Regions from separate parts of the Zea mays genome. Here region 2 is linked to region 1. A link is a contact called in public Hi-C data. All regions are on one chromosome and are shown on one strand. Each heading gives the region's core, a stretch centred on a gene start, on an enhancer-like site or on the middle of the called end of the contact. The rest is flanking DNA. Distances are from core to core; before and after follow the strand shown.

The links. A called contact is a pair of places that touch in the nucleus more often than the background predicts.
Region 2: a contact with region 1 is called in a Hi-C map of ear, with 4 times the contacts expected there. The contact joins the promoter of LOC100283662 here to the promoter of LOC100382270 in region 1. A contact is called at or near these places in 15 of 25 Hi-C or Micro-C datasets (bundle sheath, ear, leaf and 4 more) and 1 of 3 datasets of contacts at active chromatin or transcription factors (leaf).

The regions. Positions count from the first base shown.
Region 1 is chr3:11,211,958-11,215,621 of Zm-B73-REFERENCE-NAM-5.0, reverse strand. It overlaps LOC100382270 (putative cytochrome P450 superfamily protein), which reads right to left and starts at 1,960. Exons shown (of 4, transcript NM_001175021.1): 1 at 1,305-1,960; 2 at 957-1,204; 3 at 441-819; 4 at 1-343. The coding sequence starts at 1,706.
Region 2 is chr3:11,423,559-11,427,191 of Zm-B73-REFERENCE-NAM-5.0, reverse strand. LOC100283662 (acyl-protein thioesterase 2) reads right to left here and starts at 1,705. Exons shown (of 9, transcript NM_001156563.2): 1 at 1,400-1,705; 2 at 1,175-1,280; 3 at 892-928; 4 at 499-568; 5 at 275-379. The coding sequence starts at 1,433.

The sequences.
Region 1 (3,664 bases), core at 711-3,210:
ACAGCCGGAAGTCGAACCGCTGGAGGACGATGGCCAGCGTGAGCTTAGACTCCAGGAGCGCCAGGTTCTGGCCGATGCACATCCGCGCGCCCAGCCCGAACGGGATGAACGCCGTGGGGTGCCTGGCCGCCTGCGCCGCGCCCCTGGCGAACCGCGCCGGGTTGAACTGCGTGGCGTCCGGCCCCCACAGCCGCGCGTCGTGGTGCACGGCCATGATCGGGATCAGCAGCTCCGTGCCGCGCGGGATCAGGCACCCGCCCAGCTCCACGTCCGCCTTGGCGCGACGCACCGTCGCCACCGCCGGCGGGTACAGCCGCAGCGTCTCGTTCAGGATCATCCCGAGCTGCCAGAGAGGAACCAGCAGCATGCGTCAGCTCACCGCCCGTTGTTAGAGGATTCTGTCAGGCGGCCGGTGCGGGGGGGACATGACAGGAGCTTACTGTCTTGAGCTTGGTGAGCTGCTCGCGGGAGGGGATGTCACGCGCCCCGCAGACTTGGAGCACCTCCTGCCGGGCGAGCTCCTGCCACTCGGGGTGCATGGCGAGCAGGACTGTGGTCCATGTCAGGAGGTTCGACGTGGTCTGCTTGCCCGCGAAGAAGAACGTCTTGCACTCCTCCACTATGTCGTTCACGGTGATGGGGCTCACCTTGCCGCCGTTGCTGCCCGCGTTGATCAGGAGACCAAGGAGGTCCTTGGCACAGCCGCTGAGCTTCTCGTCGTCCGCGGCTTCCTGCCGCCGGCCGATCAGCGTCGCCAGGTTCTTCCTGATCTCCTTGTCCAGCTTCCACGAGGTCGTGTTCTTCTTGGTCGGCAGGAACCTGTAGACATATGCACGCATCAAACCATGCCACGCCATTCCTCTGCTTGATTGATTAATTATAAAAGCGCAGGCAGAACACAGGACTATGAGGGTATCGCACTAGCTGATTGATTGATTGATTGATTGACTTATTACCTGTATCCAGGGATGAAGACCTTGCGAAACGCCTCGGAGGCGAAGGCCATGAGTTGGGTCTGGAGCTTGAAGACGGCCTTGCCGTCCTCGTAGCTCCGGCCGAACGCCGTACGGGTGATGGCGTCCTCCGTCACCACCTGGAACCACTCGGACACGTCGATCTCGACCTCGCCGGACGCCGCGGCGGCCATGTCGTGCCACTTGTCCACCACGTCGACCACCGTCCTCCCGACGAACGGCAGCAGCAGCTGCATTGCGTACGTACGTCCCAGGCAGCGTGTCATCACAACAATTCCGCACGGCAGGAAGAACAAAGACTGTTGGTGAAAGGCTGGCTGGCTGACTGACCTTGAGGTTCTCCATGTGGAACGCCGGCGTGAGCACCTTGCGCCGGTGTGCCCACTTGTCGCCGCGCAGGCTGACGAGCCCCTCGCCCTCGAGCTGGCGCACCATCGGGTGCGACTCGTAGCGGTCGAAGTGATCGGCGCGGGACAGGAGGATCTCCCGAATGAGGTCCGGGTCGGCGACGGCGAGCCTCGGCGTCGGGCCGAACCATATCAGGAACGTGGAACCTGGAGGGAGAGGCAAAATCAGGCACGGGCGTGAGCGTGACAAGGCGACGAGGCAGCCAATGATTGGGGGCAGGGAGGCCATGTTCCGCCACATCAGCAGCATCCCGCCAGCTGCCAAGGGGGCAGGGACAGGACATGGCAGGGAGAGGTGCCGGCGATGCAGGCGCAGGCACAACATGCGTACGTACGCGCGGAGCAGGTACGCTACGCTACGATACCCAGCTCCTCCCCCTGTGGCAGCGCCCGCCGCATTACACTGTACCCGCGCACTGCCGCACCAGCACTGTAGCCAGCCAGCCAGCCAGCACCCAGTAGGCAGGCAGGGATCACAAGACGACACGAAGAGAAGGGCGGAGCAGAGCAGGTGGTGGCCGCAGCGGCGTGACGGTTGGGCCAGGGACGGACAGGTCGCGGCGGGTGCGCCCGGAGGCGACGGGCGCAGGGCAGGGCAAGCTGGAGTTGAATGCGATGGAGACGGGGACGGTGGCGGGGAGCAGGAAGGGGGACGTGTAGGCTCACGTCGAGGGCCGCGCGGGGGCGGGGCGGCAAGTAGGAAATAGACCCTGGCCACCTAACCGGGCTGCAGCTAGGGCTGACAATGGGCTATAATTTTTGCACTATAAGATTTAAGGATCGAAGCGGGTTAGGATCGGGCTTTATTTCTAGTCATTTTTGAACTATAATTTATTTAGGGCCTTGACATTTTGTGAAGAACTATTTGGATCACAATCCATTACCACCCCTAGCTGCAGCCGGGGGACAGCGAAAACGAGAGACAACTACGGCAAACCGCTCCGACAGACCCAGGAGGCTCGCCTCGACATGCCACTAAATGCATGTCACCCAAAGGCGGCAGCAAAGCAGCATCCTGGGAGCGAGACGCATGGCGCGACCGCAACCTGATGGGAGCTCATGTTGGTGCTGGTCTCTGGTCAAGATTGCTTTGCTCATGTTGATTGATTGGCTCCCCTCTCGCCGATCGGGCTCGGTCCTTGCTCTCAGGTTCCGTAACCGAACAGAGCAGGGAGCAGCCGTGCTACCGGGAGAGAGGGCCTGGAGGAACTCTTGCCTGGAAAGGAATGGACTCGTTGGTCGGGTAGGCACGAACAGGAACACTGGACTAGGCTGGGGCGCTGGGCGGTGAGACGACGAGAGCGCATGGGCATGTGCGTAGGGGGCGTTGCGTACCGTAGATTTTCTTCCAGTGGTGGTAGAAGGCGAGGACGCGCGGGAGGACGTTGTGGGAGCGGTAGGGGCGCGGCATTGGCTTGGCGGAGGCGGCCACCATGAGCGCCACCATCTCGCGGACGCAGCCGACGAAGAAGCGGTAGCGGGGGCCCCTTATCCCCTGCCGCGCGAAGTGCTGCTCCAGCCGCCGCGGCCGCCACCACAGCACCTCCATCAGCTTCACCGCCACGTACGCCATCGCGGCCGCCGCCAGCGCCGTCCACCCCCACCCCATGCGGCCGGCCCGTCCTCCGCACAGGGAGCAGAGTGTGTGTGTGAGAGAGAGAGAGAGAGAGGAGAGAGAGAATTTGTTGTGTGTGCTCGGCCTCAGCGGAGCCAAAAGAGACAGAGCAGGGGCGCGCGTGAGGTGGCAGGTGGAGAGCCAGGTGAGGGGAGACGTGGTGAGGAGAGGAAGCGAGTCGGGTGGATTTATATAGGAGGCGGGCCGCGGGGCGGACTTGTTGGCCACCGGACGACGACGGACCAGCGCAGCCCCGCAGCGGTGGTGGTGTGTGTCGTGTCTAGGATTAGTTAGCTCTAGCGTGGCAGGATTTTGTTAAGCGAACGCCGCAGAGCCTTGCTGTGCTGTATAGTATACGTAGAGATTCAGAGGAGGGCAGGGGCAGCATGGTAAATGGCACCGCAGGATTGCAGGAACAGGATAGGGAGCCGCGGAGCGCGGCGCCGCTGGGCCCGCCGTCGCAGGGATTAATTGGGACAGACTTTCTTAATCGCAATTACACCTATAAAATAATCTATTTATTCCCGTCCAAAAATATATAAACACTATTTAGAATTTTCGGATAAGTCTTGTTCCTTTTACTGTCATCTATGTAGATAATTTATTTCCTTAATAGTACGCTTAATCAATTTATCGCACAAGATTAATTTAACTAAGTTTAGTCTAGT
Region 2 (3,633 bases), core at 456-2,955, 210 kb before region 1:
CATGATAAAGATCTAGTAGGGTTCTATTTTTTTGAGTCACCAAATTAACATGTTAGAATAGTCTGTTTCTAAGAGCACGCACATGCTCTTTAGAAGGAAAAAAAGCTCACAAAGTGTATAGAACATGTTTAAGAAGCATGCCCCATAATGGAACAACGGGTACCAAAAATAACAACAAAGGCAATATGAACAGTCTTGATAAGTTGGGCTGAAGAAAATAAACTAACAACCAAGTTATCTCATCGAACAAGGGACAGGGGGATGAGAACCATACTGTCAGCAGGTTCAGTTGACAACAAATTCGCAACATGTGCTGCTGAGGCATCGATTCCCTCAATGTCATCAGGAGCATCCTCAGAAAGATCAGCAACATCAAACCCTGCAAATCCATAAAGGGCACAGCAGTAAACATGCAATACGTATAAGACAGATAATGATGAAAGGATCTGAAACATTCTCAAGAAGCAGGGAGAAACATGTAGATAACAATAAACCTACATGCTGTGGAGGGGAACCCGCCAAACACTGACACGGGTCTTGAAGGTGCAGTGGGGCATATCCATTTTATCTGAGCACAGCAAAGATATACAGGAAGAAATATCGTATTGGATTTGAGCAACAAGGTGTGAGATTAAGCTTTAAGCCCCTGTTTGGAACCCCTAGAGCTAATAGCTAGCTAGCTAATAAATTATCAGCTGGGTTAGAGTCAGCTAATGAACTAATTGTTAGCTATCTCATAGCTAACAATTAGTTGTGGTATTAGCTGAGGGTGTTTGGAACCCAACAAATAATTTTTAGTAGCTAACTATTACTTCTAGAGATTCCAAACAGGGCCTAAACCACCATAAGAAATTAAAACATTGCATATTTCGAATCTATGTCCTAACTTACATTAGGAAGGGGAAGAGTTTCCAGTAGTTGAGACCAGCTGCAATGTAACACAAATACATCATTAATGACAGTAGCTTCGAATTATATAATACAGGACATGACTATCGTTCGAGGAAGCAACAATCCAGCCTACCACAGTGTACAGTTAGTTCATAACATCTGGAGAAGGTACCGAGCTTATTGACATACTGTCCATTACTTCATCATCTATAATCTAAGCACACCAAACTCCACCAGCATACCATTCAGAAGTACAGGTGAGTTGAGCAGGCGGGTTCTATACCTGGCTCCATTGTCCCCAAGTCCATGGAGCCAGACAATGGTGGCCTTGTGCGTGCCCTTGGGCCTCACCACATGCGTTCTCCCGTACTCGAACGGCCTCTTCGCACCTGCATCCAATGCATATTCATTCCTTTACACTCAATCCCACCTCCCCCAACGCCGTAAAACAGAGACCGCGCCCACCAATCACCAACGAAGCCACAACAGCGACAAAACCAAGGCGCACCTGATGCGAGGGAGCTGCTGCCGCCGAAGCTCATCCCGCGAACAGTCGCGGCGCCTCCGCACCCCCTCCTCGCTACAAGGCCCGCCAACGCTGCAGTCCCAGCAACAACGGCGACGATTCAGCAGCCGACCAGCGGCCCTCGGGAGCAGATAAAGGGCGACGCGGTGCGTACGTGCGTACGAGGGAGCAGCGGCGGGGCTTGGGGATCGGGGTAAAGGGAGATTTGGGCGGCGGAAAGGGGTGCGCCTTTTTTGGGTGGCGCTGGTGGGTCGCCTCTGGCCTTGTGGGTGCGGGAATCTGCAGGAGACCGCAGACCCGCAGCGCAGCAAGGCAGACGCCACCTCTCTCTGCGCCTCTGCGGAGCGCTCCGCCTCTGCGCCACGCCACATGAGCCGCGCGTGGTGGTGATGGCGGTGGCAGGCAGGCAGCCAGGCACGCACCAAAAGAATAAGATGGGAACAGTAACTGGCCGCACGGGTTCGGAAAAGCGGTCGACCCAGTTGGGGCCTTGGGGGAGAAGAGAGAGGGAAGGAGGGAAGGAGATTGCGATTCGCGAACCTGTCAGCGGGGAGGTCGTTCTTCAGCGGAGCGGAGGAGGAGGCCGTCGTCTCGTCGCGGGGCGCCGGACGAGCTTCTTCCAGTGACTCTCGGTGGCCGCCCGGATCCTTCTGCTTGTGGGGGTAGGTTGTTCTGTTGTGACTTGTGCGGGAGACCTTTCGTGGTGGGGTAGCCGGGTAGGTTGTTCGATTCGGGACTGAGCTATTTTGGGGACGGCTAGAGGCGTGCTTGGCATATCGAATAGCTCCTTAATTAAGTTTTAGCCCTAATTAATGTTTTAGAGAAAGAAAAAATGAAAAAAATCACGTCCAACAGTAACTTATCTATAGCCCTTATTTTCCTGCACGCGTTGCTATGTCGACTGGGTGGGAGTTGTTGAAGCAGTAACATTTTTTTAGGATTTAAAGTTTCAGAGAGATCCTAATTCCTCTATTTTTAAGGAGTTGTTGAAGATGTTTTAACGAGGCTACGTTGGGCACCGTGTGTTACGTAGGAATGGTAATGGATCGTGATCCAAATGATTATTTATAAATAGTAGGGCGCTAAATAATTTATAGTTCAAAAAATAAATAAAAATATGATCCGATTCTAATTTTATCCGATTCTTAAATCTTATAATGTAAAATTTAGACTCTATTACTAATTTTCTATTTATTTGCACTTTATGTAGTGCTACGGGACGAGCCTCAAAAGTGTAAATAGAAAGGAAATATAGAGAAAGAAATATTTTTAAAAAAAACGATAAAAAACATAGATACAAATATAAATATAGATGACATACATGGAAACATCCTTAACAAAGAGAATGTCACACTACCATAAAAGCATCTTCAATCGTGTCTTAATTCAGCGCCTCATCTTAAAATATAGGTCTTGACTCATAAAAAACAACTTCAATAGTATCTAATTTTCAATTTTTGTAAAAAATATAGAGTACTACATGAAGTGATCCAAATATACTATAATTCAAACTATTGACCTATCTTTGTTTTATACATCATTGTAATGCGTGGATCCGCATCCTAGTCTATGTATATGTGCAACGTGGGCTCCTTTACCGAATATCATTTTCTTTATAGACTTCAACGAAGTCTTCTAAAGGTTGATCTAAATATAGAGGAAAAATATTTTGTCCTCTCTTTATATGTACAAATTATTTATCCCCCCTTCTAATTATTTTTATATTTTAAATGATAGATTAACCAAAACTAATATATATATATATATATATATATATATATATAGTATTTAAGGGTGTGATAAACATATATATGTATAAAAACTATCATAAAATATGTTTTTAATATAGGTATTTGATATATAAAGAACATTGTTGTGATGAATAAGATATAGAAGAAATTTTTTATAGAAAAGAATTTCTAAAGAACATTTGTATTTTAACAAAAAAATTGATCAAAGTTATATTTTGGAGCCCGTGTTATTGTTCTAAACCACAAATAATAGAAATCGTAGGGAGTATATGTACACATGTCCAAATAGGCTGGTTCGGCAGTGGGTCCGTGATCCGGCATGAGCACTGCCCGGCCTGACTAGAAGCGTGCCCGGGCCAATCCGGCCCGATAGCCGTGCCAGGCTTCGATCGGTCGTCTAGCCCGCGGTGCAAGCACGAGCCCAACCTGGTTAAAGAGCAGACAGATAACGACCCGTTTAAGGGA